2 separate regions of the Bicyclus anynana genome follow, and region 2 is linked to region 1. Evidence: chromatin contacts called from public Hi-C data. All regions are on one chromosome and are shown on one strand. The core of a region is the stretch at or near the end of the contact, and the rest is flanking DNA. Distances in the headings are between cores, read along the strand shown.

Region 1 (6,639 bases), core at 3,456-5,955:
TCTCTCGCCTAGGCTTCTAATTTCAAGAGAGGGAAAAAATGATAGGGCTTGGAGTGGATGCTAAGCAAATTAAATACTATGCACTTTACCCACCCCTAATTAAAAAAAGTCGGCGTGTGTACTTATTTATCGCGTGTCTAATACCTACCTGATGTCGTGATAAAAGCTTTGGTCCGCCGGGTCTTATTTCAGCAGGTTTTATGTACGTGTACTAGAAATACTTTTGAAACACTAATTGGACACCACTATTTAGCGCAAAATAGTAACACAGCAGTGGCGTGCACAAGGTTTTCAACTAGGGCAGGCATTATGTACAAATTTTACAAAATTCCTTATTCAATAGAGCTTTCTTTAGCATCAGTCCTCTGTGTACGCAATGCATATTTTGTGCATATCTATGAAGTGCACGCCAAATTCCAAATTAAAATGCAAGGAGACAGTCTTCATAAAAAATCTTTAATTTAACAGTTTTTTACAGACTTAGAGAATTAACTACATACATGAAATTTTATTTGCAAGATTTTGATGTAAATGTGTACATTTTAGCTTCTACTTAGAAAACTAAAAATTTTAATAAAAAAATTCAACCGACTTCCAACTCAAAAATTAGCCTAAACTAAAAAGCAAAAAATAACATCTTACCTATGTGCTACCTTCTGATCAGTTTGAAGGCGGTGCCAAGCCAGAGATGTTTTAATTTAAGCCGTTTAAATTACAAAATTTCTGTGGTTCTTTCAAAAACGGCTTTAATTAAAACATGACACTGGATTAGCACCGCCTTCAAACTGATCAGAAGGTAGCACATAGGTAAGATGTTATTTTTTGCTTTTTAGTTTAGGCTAATTTTTGAGTTGGAAGTCGGTTGAATTTTTTTATTAAAATTTTTATTTTTTAATTTTTAGTGTTAGCACACCTACTGAGTGTGAACAAAAATTAATAAACAATTAGCTAAAACGTTATTTTCTTATGATAAGTATCTAAGTAATACAATCCCAATTTTAAAAATACTACCTTAACTCATACACAAAATTTCACTCCCCCTTTATCCACACGCAATATGAATATTCAGAAAAACGTGAAAGGTGACCGTCCTCCGTCTTCATCACCAGACCCCCTATGCAGTCACAATCCATTTAGGTGAAAAGTTCTCATCAATACAAATTTATCAAGTCCAAAGACTAGGTAGCTACTGTGAACCGTCGAGGAGTTCCCTTAACTCTCCTTCATCTTCGTCACCAGACCCCTAATACAGTCACAACCTATCCAGGTGGAAAGTTCTCATCAATACAAAATTATCAAGTCAAAACACAAGGTAGCTACTGTGAACCGTCCAGGAGTTCCCTTAACTATCCTTCGTCTTCATCACCAGACCCCTAATACAGTCACAACCCATCTAGGTGGAAAGTTCTCATCAATACAAATTTATCAAGTCCAAACACAAGGTAGCTACTGTGAACCGTTGAGGAGTTCTCTTAACTGTCCTTCGTCTTCATCATCAGACCCTTAATACAGTCTCAACCCAACTAGGTGGAAAGTTCTCATCAATACAAATAAATCAAGCCCAAACAAAAGGTACCTGCTGTAAATCGTTGACGAGTTCCATCGTCTGTGTTTCGGCTCCATCATCAGACCAACTCCAGACCTTCATAAAATTGTAGTGGCTTAAAATAGATTATGGAAACACTAACTAACGCACTAGCCGTCCCTACGATTTTCGAAAGTTCCCCTCGATTTCTCCAGGATGCCATCATCAGATCCTGACATGAAAAAAATGGGACCACCCTGGAATCAAACCCTTTGAAACAAAAAAAGAATTTTTAAAATCGGTCCACAAATGACGGAATTATCGCTGGACATACATAAAAAAAAAAAAAAAAAAAAACATACATACAGCCGAACGTAGAACCTCCTCCTTTTTGGAAGTCGGTTAATAAAGAAAGTGTGGTGCCTATACATTCATTTAATTAAATGCAATGTTGGAGTATGTGGCGAAACGCGCTTGCCTAGTGCTTTCTGGTTAAAAGGTACGGCGTTACAGCGGCTTTATTTAGTCCCAATTTAATCCAGCTTTTATACCCAATTTACAAAAACAATTGAGTTAAATCGTAAAGGTTAAGCCATTTCCACTTTGGCGAATGAATGTTTCAAATAAGAAAAATTACGCAATAGAATTTAATAACACTTAGTTAATGATAACAAAACAAAGTAAGAAAGTCAAGGAAGTGACAAATTGAACTCTTTCAATAACGGTCAATTATTATTCCTAATTTATTTTGTGCCTTTAAAATATATTTTTAATTTAAGAACTGTTCATACTTATAATTTCACTTTTCTACAGCACTTAGCCTAAGCTAAGCCTTTTACAACTAAACGAAAACACGCGATTTTCGCGAGTGATAAACATTTATAAAGCTGATAATTGAAATTGTATCCTTTCGAATTTCATTCAAGCCTTCCACTGTTGAGCTATTAAGACTAAATTCATTTGAAACAAGCCGAGGGCAAAAGCAAGTATCTCTGTAAAGAGATCCATGTACTTATAGATAATTTACGAACTAGGTCCGCCGCACGTCTCCGCCCGCGGCGCGCACGTTAGGGCGTAATTTAGTGTCGGCGATAACCCGGACAGCTGGTGCCCTACAACTTGTAATCACTGTCGTTGCGCTTTGTTATTACTCATTAGTAATGATAGGATAGCATGCGTGTGCGCACGACCGCTGCACAGTTATGTACTCCTGGTGTTTTTTTGTTTGTGGCAGTGAGGTTGATCGGTTAAGACTTGAGAGTTTTTTTTGTCAGTTTTTTGTTTTGGTATTTGTTTATCAAGCGAGTCGCAGGTATTCGCTGGATGCAGGTGGCTCAGTATCGTGATGTTTGGAAGTCCCTACAAGAAGACCTATGCCCATGCCGCCTATGTCCTGCAATGGACGTCCATCGGCAGACATGATAATTGATAATAATGATGATGATGATGATGTTTACTTGGTCTTGAAAATTTTATAAATAAATTAAGTAGGTAATATAGCCGATATTATAGCCAATGAATATATTTTTTAAATAAGACTATTTTGCCTACGACTTTTTTCTGTGATTTAATTTTTTCAATGACATTTACTGCAATAAGAATTAAGAAGGCAGTCAAAAATGGTTACGGCATGTTATGTAGTGGTTACGGGCTAAATTGGTAGAAATACAAGTTTATTGAACATATAACCCCAAAAGCCTTAAATTCTATGCAATATCATGCCGGAATCGTTGAATGTATGTTGTTAATAAATTTCCGACATTTGTTTCCTGCCGTCTAAGTTTAAATACCTTCAAAATTAGAATGAACATATTAATTATCGTCCCCGCAAATATTATAATAATTATTGTAGGTATGCATTCTCTGGGCAAACACGCCTCTCTTCTCACACACACTTAGCCCTTAGTCGACCACGCTGGCCAAATGCGGATTGGCAGGCTTCACACACGCAGAGAATTAAAAAAAATCTCAGGTATATCCTCACGATGTTTTTCCTTCACCGTTTGAGACACGTGATATTTTATTTCCTAAAATGCACATAACTGCAAAGGTGGAGGTGCATGCCCCTGATCGGATTCAAACCTACGCCCTCCGAATCAAAGGCAGAGGTCAAATCCATTGGGCTATCACGTCTGTCTAAAGTGAAAAGAGGTAAGGTTTGATTGTAGAGAGGTAAGGTTTGATTTTTCGTGTGTTTGTTTATTACAATTTAACCCATTAACTACTTGATCGATATTACAAATTATTTTAGCATTAGGCAACTACATCTTCACTGAGTACTTACAGGACGGAAACCATGCGAGTCAAACGCGAGGGCGTAGGCTAGTTTTACATATGATTAAAATATTGTTGAGCATTCTGGCCAAGGAAATGAAAACAACATATCGGATATACTACTCTATACTGCGGAATATTGTCGATGTAAGAGTTACTGTGTTCTGTGGGAACTTCGTAGTAAACTGAGAGTTGTTTACTCCTCGCTGTTATCAAGTGACGCGCTTCCCAGAACCGTCTACCTAAGCCCAGGCTCAGGTAGCGACCTCCGGTGATGTGCATTGTTACCGTGGACTAATACATCGATATCGATATAAATATACATTTCAAAATGTATGCACGGCAACAACAACTTCGACTCTCAACAACTAAGTACAGATATGGGTTCGATTGATGGACGGGTAGTTTTTTCTTAAAAAAAAAATATTATTTAATGATAATTATTAATTATACAGTACAGTAACAACATAAATTAATAAAAAAGAAAAGAAAGGAAAGGGAGGACAGACAGAGCTAGCTGATATAAATATAAATCCAACCTATCTAAAATACTAAAGTGGCTATAATTTAACCACTTTAGAATTTTAGTTTCTAGTGAACTTATAAATACTTCATAAGTTTAGCTTTACTTCATAAGTCTTTTCGATTAAGGAATATGGTATCTATCACGTTTCACAGCGTGTGATATTAAAACTAGTTTACTAGTTACAATAATAGTTGTTATTAAAAAGTTGCTTCGTCTTGATACCCTTTGCAACAAATATGATAACTTACTACTTATACATGCATTAAGATACATATTTCATTCATCTACGGCACAATAAAAATATATATTTTTACTGTGTCTACGGTGTGTGTGGTGGGTGAGTCCAGTGAGTGAGTAAGAATGACCGCGAGACTGACGGCGGCGTCTCGCAAAGTACCAGACTGCCATAACGTGTAAAGAAATAGTCACGCGGGTGATGCCGCGCCGCTACGAAAGCTTTGCTAACTAAAGTGTTTTTCAGATAGCATGGGTACAGTGACAGTCGCCTGTATGACGTTCAGAATACGTAGTATTATCGTATTGCGGCAAACTTTCAAGAGTGAAACGAAATGTCACCCGCTCTATCCTACATGTAACGAACTGTAGTGAAAATTTCTCATATTTGGTGCTGTGAGGTTTTGCGAGTGCATAATTCGAGGTCAAAGCATGCATATTACGATTCTGTAATTAGAAAGAATATTTTAATAAATTTCGATTATTATTATTTATCGCTACTTAGGACTAAGCCTAATCGATTAATCACACATCGATAAATACCAATTTTGAACGATCGGATCGTTGTAGATGTTCGAATTCGTAAAGGGATGATCGGTTCAAAAGATAAGGACGCGTTGTCGAGTGACAGTCAAATGTTTTGGGTATCTTTTAGCTCGCTCTTGATGGCGCATAGTGATGTGATGACTATCGATAACCGCGGAATGTAAACCAGTAGAGAGTGGTGACGTTGTCCAGTTGACGGACAAACGATGTTTGTTGTAAATCTTATTGGGGATAGTAAAAATTGTTTGCTAGTTCAGATTACAATAAATATCATTCACTATAATATGTATTGAAAAATGAGTCGCGAGTTTAGCAAAAACATATTATTAATAAATATAATAAATTACCGGGTATGATGACATTCATGAATTGTGTTTTCTGAGATTGTGTGATGTGCACTGCTTAAATAAACGTTATCTTTTACCTGACACAATATTGTTAATACTTATATGTACATAATAAGGTATGCCATCCACCAGAAGTCGTCAGACTATACCTGGCTGTAAAATTAACCAATTTTTATGAATCAAGTAGCCAGACGATCATTTTAATTTTGGAAAAGTACTTTTTCTGGATAGTATAATAGGATACTATTTCCAGACAACTATTGCAAAAAGAATATATAGTTATTATAATAGGTAACAAACTGACATTCGCGTTTATAATTCCAGTTAGGTTAAGAGGAACATCGATACCGAAACCGAGCTCATTATAATTTATTACATGTCCAAGATAAGTTATCTGTTCCGAGAAACATCGATAACCCGAGCGCGTCTCATTTCCGCGCCTACGGGCCGAACTTCCCGTGCTTTGGCGCGCTTTTTTGCTTCTACCCTCGTATGCGCCCCTAATGCTAATTGTGTCACATTTTTAACCACTGACGGAATAGAGGGTTTGACAAGTTACCACGTCTGCTTGTCTGACTGTAGTATCGTATTTTCCTAACTAATGTTTTTAATTAAAGATAGTTTTCCGGAGAATATTCCTCGTCAATTTGATATATTTGCAATAGCCAGTCCGAAAATATTTCGGTTGATTTTATATATTTTTTATACGTTCGATTTATAAAAATACCAGTCACTCTATATCTATTGATCATATTTTAAAAAAAAGTTTATGGCAAATATTCTTTAAAAAAAAAAACTAATGCCATGTTTTCCCTGATCTAAGTAACCTTAATCTACTTGTAAAAAATCTTAAAATCCGTTTAGTAGTTTTGCATATTAGCGTAAAATTTCACTCCGTTTCTATATTTTATTGTAGGTATTCGTAAGTAAACTATTTTTATATGTATACTCATGTAATATACCTTCCTTCCATATGACCAGTTTTTATTCCAGCTTAAAATGCTGCATCGTTAAAATTCTATCGTTTCGTTAATCGTTTATCATTTATTTACAGGTATTGGCATTTATATGCAATTCTAAAACGCATGCGTCATTCATACAATATTAAAGATCGCGAACACAAAGCGACTTTGACCTTTAAACTACAGTCGTAATCGAATATAACATTACATATTACGCTGAAGGTA
Region 2 (6,442 bases), core at 987-3,486, 48 kb before region 1:
CCCATGATATGGATATCAAATGAAAGGGTTTGCTGTCAGGATTACGAAAAAAAAAATCAGTGCGTGCTAAGTGTGTTTTTTTTAGTTTTTTAAACTATTTAAAGTTATTTTATCTTCCTTAGCATTTCACACCTCAGATAAATTGATTATGAACCTGCCTAGCCAGACGTTACCTACCCCTCTGTCAAAGATCAAGAATCAACGATCTAACTGTTTTTTAAATCTGTTTTTCTAAATCGATGATGAAATCGTTTTCGTTGAGCTCCCTAAAAATGCCGGTTTGTGTAGTTAGATGGCAAAAAAGTGCAACAATTTCTAGTATACTAAAAGATGAAGCTACGTTTAATATTTTACCTTCATGTAAAAAAAAGCGTGTAAAAACGTCTATCTTTTAGTACCTGTACGAAACGTACCTGTGGTTTCCAGTGAATTCGCAATTTTGCACTAGGACTGCATTATGAGCATAGATGCTTACTTAACTGTAAACTCCCATTGAGAGGTCTTTGACTTTTTGTCGGCAAACGGCATATACCGAAATGATTAAAAATAAGATCATCTATACATTATGTTGCCCTAGTACAGTCCCGTGAATAGTAAATTTGTAATCCCGTGGGGTCAGTAATCAATTGTGCCGGCTTGAAATGTGACTGGACCGGTTTTATTTCCGGGCGCTGACGTCGGTTTTACATGCGGCCCGAGGTATCTACGGTCTACTTATTAATTTTAAACTGCTGTTGATCCGGTGGTAAAGGTAGCTTCAGATTATATCAGGTCCCAGGTTCGAAAAGGCTAGCCTTAAAAATGTATAATGGAGTGTTCTTACAATAGTTCTCAGCTAGTTATAACCTTGAAGTTAATATAGAACCTTGTCACTTGATACTCATTAAATAGGATTTTATAGAGGAAAGATTAGATTTTTTTGAAACAAAACTTCGTTTGTAAAGTAAAATACACACGCTTGATTTGGGGAGTAGGTACGTAAGTAATGCGTTACAAAAAGTGTTATCGGGCGATGTGAACAGTCGTTGAGAGGGAAATAGGAGAGGGAGAGAAAAAAGCTTTACTTCAATCTTTTAACGTTAGCGTGTGGTCTAAAGCACACGTTTGTTTTGTTTGTTTCGATTTCAACTGAAAAACTACTTGACCTCAAAAATTCTTACACAATTTAAAAGCCACATCTTCATCGAGTAACATAGGCCTTATTTTATCCCCATATGTACACCGGAACGGGAACTACGCGGATGAAACCGCGGACCATTTCCCGTTTTTATATAAGTAATTTTGTAGAACATTCATTTGTTCGTACCTACTGCCAAACTACGGGTACGAACGATCGTTCTCATCAAAGCTAGTAGAGCAATTCTGAGCTGTATTTATCCCTTTTCCGATCATCTATGAGGGCCCAGTTCTCAGCGCAAAAGGAGGTCATTTACTTAATAAGGTTATTCAATTAAACAACGTCTTATTAAATCCATTAAGCAATCTAAAACGTGTGTATAGAATTACCAACGCGTCAGAACGCTTCCTTGATTAACGAAATTTGCATACGGATCAAATAATATAAACAAAAACAAAAAAACTTTTCTCACGAAACAAATTCCCACAATGAGATAGATGTAATATCGGAGTGGCAGTCGCGCGAGGAGGCAAAAAGATGATTACGAAACTACAAGCACGTGCTGGTATGTCTGTCTCGCTTTTGCTCATCACTCCGTCTCTGTTTTTTCTACGTAGTGCCACAGAGTATATTTGTACAGAGAGCTTGTTTATGTTTCACATCATTGTTTAAAAATTACATTTAGTTTCTTTGAATGGCATGCATGAATGCAAGAAATTAATGGAACGTTGAGCCACTAAAGTTAGCAACAAGAATGTATTTCAGTACTTATTTTTTTACTCATATAAATAATAAATAATAATAAATATAAATAATAAATAATAATAATAAATCATAGGTATAAAGAAAAACTTTAAAACCATATTAGTTTGTTTTTGTATTATGTGCAATTTATAATGAATTAAATTATGACAACATTTTCGGTGTCATAATTACCTGAATAGTTTATTAGTTAATAGAACTTTTAATAAATACCTAAACGACTATAGATATAACTTATTGGATTTATTTTTGTCGAAACTATGCACTAAAGTCTCTATTTCTACTTACACTGTACATCGTATCAGTTGACCTTCACCGCAAGGTACCGTTCCAACAACAGCATTCCAAGCGTAAGTCTATCTCGCTCCCACTCACCACGAAACGTTCACGACGACTCGTAATATCTCCTAGTAACTGCTGATAGCCTAGTATCACGCGCGCTGAAGAAAAGGGTTTATCCGACGCCGAATGACATTCGTGCCCCTAGATTTTCCGACCAAACAAATCTAGCCTAGTTTTCCACATAAAATAAGCTAAATCAACCAATAAAAAGCGTACTGAAAATATGTAAAGAAATCGATAAAATAAAATAGTTGCACTTTTGTTGTGTATTTCGTTCGTTTGAAGTTCGTTTATTTATTTATCTAGAAAACGGCGTGGCGGCGGATCGTTTTATTATTTTCACGCCGATTCTATTCTAGGTCAGATAAATAGCGTCCCTATCCTAGAATAGAACTACGTCGCGTTGCGTGCTCAGTGTAGCGAGGCGTAGCGTAAATAGACGATAGCACGGCGCCGCGGACGCCGGACCGGTATAGCGTTACTGTTACGGTCTATTGCAGACTGCTGTACGGATCTTCTGCGATGGCATTATTCTACTTTATGAGTAACACCATCCTCCATTAATTCATGATTCCAATAAAATTTAATACCTTTCACAAAAAATACAAATATTTTTAAATCTATTTAAAACCATCAAGTCTCCTGGTAGGAGTGATTGAGGGTCCAAGCAATCGGTGGCCAGGAACTGAACAAGGAACCTCCTCAATACGCGCCGTCTCTGCTCGTGGGTTCACTTTCTGTATCCGATTTTTGGTTCTCAAAAAGAACAGATCAGCGAAAACTTTTCTTTTCAAGTGAGCTATTGTAAATATACGGTTATACGGTACAAATACGGTTTTTATCACGGCGGTAATCCCGTGAACGAGGAACAAGTATTTTGACACATTTATCTTTCTAGATTTCAAGCAAATTTTACAACTTTAACAATTACATTTCTCTAATTAACTTAAACTTAAATTTTTCTAATCACACGGCAAGTACAGGGCATGACAGGTTTACTGGCTGCAATATTAAAGGCAGTAATGATAAATATCGATGCACAGGAACTGACGCCACTTCGTAGGCATCGTAAGATACTTATTATTATCTCAAGATCTATAGTCATATTGAAGAGCAAGCTGTTGATAGATTATCCTGGATACTGGATGCCTGAGTATTCGCCGTTAGTAAGGTGAGAACACAGAGACGATATTAGATATCTGGCCGGGATGATAACACGCTCGACGTTATATAATCAATATTCGCAGACTGTGAAATAATTTGATGGTTCCCCGTGCCGTGAAAGCAGTAAGTTGTCAATTCCGGTTGTAATCATTAACATCTGATAGTAATCATTACAGAGTCAACAGTGTCATCCTAAACTTATAGCACTATGGAGCACGGTGGGTGATCCGATCTCCGAATCTCCCTTTTTGATTGTTGGAGCTGGCCCCTGTGCCTTGCGGTAATAGCACATAATAGTATGAGTTATAGTTATAGTGATGATGATAATAAAAATAAAACTGCACGATTAGTTTTGACATACATATAAATGAAACTTATCTAGCACACGACTCAATTATTTGTTTAGCAGCCTCATAGAAAATAACACATTAAAAATGCAAAACAGAAAAAATACTGTTCTTAATTTATTTACATTATTTAGCGGTGAAATTTTTATTTATAAAAAGCGCGAGACCTATGAAAAAAAATACTAGGATAGCAGAGAATGAAAAGTGTTTCTTGTCTTGTTTTTTCAGATTTCACAACAGCTAAATTATTTATATTAGGTAAATAAAATGTGTATTTGCATGGATTAATAACAATTCTAAATAAATAGTTTGATGTAGTACTTACTGGCTGATTATATTGTATAATTATTTTTTACTTGTATATTTTGTATTTTATGTACATATAAAATAGGGGAAAAAATACATTTTAAATCGATTTTATCATAATTTATTTCGTAGGCAGGCCGACCCGACCGACTAATTATTAAAAATATCTTCTCTAATACATGTCGATATGCGGGCCCCTACATCATAGCAAATTCTATACGCAAACATCCGTGGGGTGAGCTAAGCCGAATTTGCCCTTGAGCATTCTTTTTACAAACATAACTCAGTCTTAAAGAGATGTCATAAGGTGGAAATTTAGTTGTCATGGCTTTCCCCTGCTCATTTTCTAAATTTCAGATGTGCATTTACAAAATTGAAACTTCACAGTGCAGCAAAGCAAATTGTTCACGAACGAAGGCGGTAACGTTTGTACAGACCAACAATGAGACGCCTGGTAACTTCCAGGTTAACTATTATTATGCAACACGCCAGTATTACAATTTACAATACTGAAAGCATACAACACTAAAAACAAAGCAATAGAGAGGTGTTTTACTATTAATATATAGTGTGGTTTTTAATACCCATAACATTCTCAATAATAATATGAAGCTTGTATTTTATTTATCACTAGCAGACGCCGCGGTTTCACCCGCATCGTACCCGTTATCGTAGGAATATGGGGATAAATAATATAGCCTATAACTTTCCTCGATAAATGGGCTATCTAACACTGAAAGAATTTTTCAAATCGGACCAGTAGTTCCTGAGATAAGCGCGTTCAACCAAACAAACTCTTCAGCTTTATAATATTAGTATATATGGTATATAATATTAATATATACTGAGAAAATTTGAATAATAAACGATCAAACAATAAACCTTTGTGCTTTATTTCCTTTTAGTATTAGTTATTTTTTTTTTTAATGTCATTTTACATAGGTATTTTATGTTACAAGGAGTATACAGGATAGCAAAAAATATATTTTGGCCGGGTTCTTTTTTTATTTAGTTAAGTGATATTTGTCTATTTCTTGTCTCTTTGTGTGGTAAATAGAAACATTGTGGCATATACTAGGGGCGTAGCGAATCGAGAAACACGTTCCCTAGACAGGCCGAGGGTCGCCGCAGCACAGAGGGAGAATTTCGTCTTGTGATTAGTTAGGGATGACAATCTCTGCTTTTATATCCATAACTAATGACTTATAGAAGTTTATTAGTAAGAATGCCACCTATATTGGAGTAGTACTTAAGAATCTATACTACTATAATATTCCATACCATATATGAGTAAGTAAGGAGGCCTGGCCCTGTAATGGGCTTTCAAATAGGCTTATAATGATAATGATGTTGAAAAGTGATTTAATCCTAATATGAAGTAGCGATTCTTATACAAAACCATCGTTTAATTAATTAGTAAGACTATGTTTACAGTTCCATATAAGTATGAATCAAACTCATGAAATTATTTTTAAAGCACCAAAAGTAGTCCCGAAACAATATAGAGAGTTAGAATGTATTCGATACATGCTACAAAGTTACAAAACTACCTAAACACAATTTTTGTCATAATCGAGAGAGATACTTCGATAGAGTCATTGCAGAGTCAACATCTATGCAGCAGTGCGCCACTAGATAGCGATGTTTGTTGGTTATTATCGTTTATCGTTGGTCGCGATAATAACAAAACAAATCAACGATCAACGATACTGATTCCCGTTTTCACGTTACCGTCAAAGTTTGTTAATAACGTCAGGCTGTTAGGTGTAGGTATCCGTACTAATCACTCCATATCCAAATTTTAATCCCGAGTTACACTATTCTTACAATACTAAAATAACATAACCGTAAAATTACCAGTCATTTATATGTATTATAAAAAAAATATTGTAAAGTAATGAGCTCGACGCTCATGAGATTTACTTTTAAGGAAACGCCTCCTTTTAGGAACTAGGTAGATAAACTTTGTATGAAAATTGAATAAAAAAAACTCGGACCACGCGAGCAGAGTCGTGTGAGTCTAGACTGATGTAATTTCAAAAATGAAGTGGTAAGTAGCGCCAGCCCTGCGGCGTGAAGCACGCCAAATGTTAGTGACGAGCGGCCGTGATTAGAAATACCCTTCGCCCGCTGCTGTGTAAGGGCACAGTTGCAAGAGTATGCGGTAGGTATGGAAACATCTACCCATAGGCGCAGTGACTCGTTGTCGTTGCTTTAGATCTAGTGAATAAGCGTGTCCGGGAAAATAAATATTTGCAAAAGATTTTATAACAACCTACCAGCGGCGATGGTTTCTAACAACCCGGTTCCTATCGGGTTACCTTTTACAAAACCAAGAGTTCTACGGACGTAAATAATTTAACGTACTCAGCCAAAAATACAGTCAGACTAAAAACACACATGA

What was found. Hi-C and Micro-C count contacts between places; a contact is called where the count stands out from the background.
Region 2: a contact with region 1 is called in a Hi-C map of whole larva, with 3 times the contacts expected there. The contact joins two enhancer-like sites. A contact is called at or near these places in 2 of 2 Hi-C or Micro-C datasets (whole body and whole larva).

What each region holds. Positions count from the first base shown.
Region 1 is chr11:16,790,532-16,797,170 of ilBicAnyn1.1, reverse strand. The region is part of intron 1 of LOC112058583 (protein winged eye); the gene reads right to left. Among protein-coding and RNA genes, the nearest start is that of LOC112058583, 47 kb to the right of the region's middle. Within about 2 kb of position 4,705, at least 8 of the 8 cell types and tissues checked have open chromatin away from gene starts, as enhancers often do.
Region 2 is chr11:16,835,770-16,842,211 of ilBicAnyn1.1, reverse strand. All of the region lies in intron 7 of LOC112058583 (protein winged eye), which reads right to left. Among protein-coding and RNA genes, the nearest start is that of LOC112058582, 40 kb to the left of the region's middle. Within about 2 kb of position 2,236, at least 8 of the 8 cell types and tissues checked have open chromatin away from gene starts, as enhancers often do.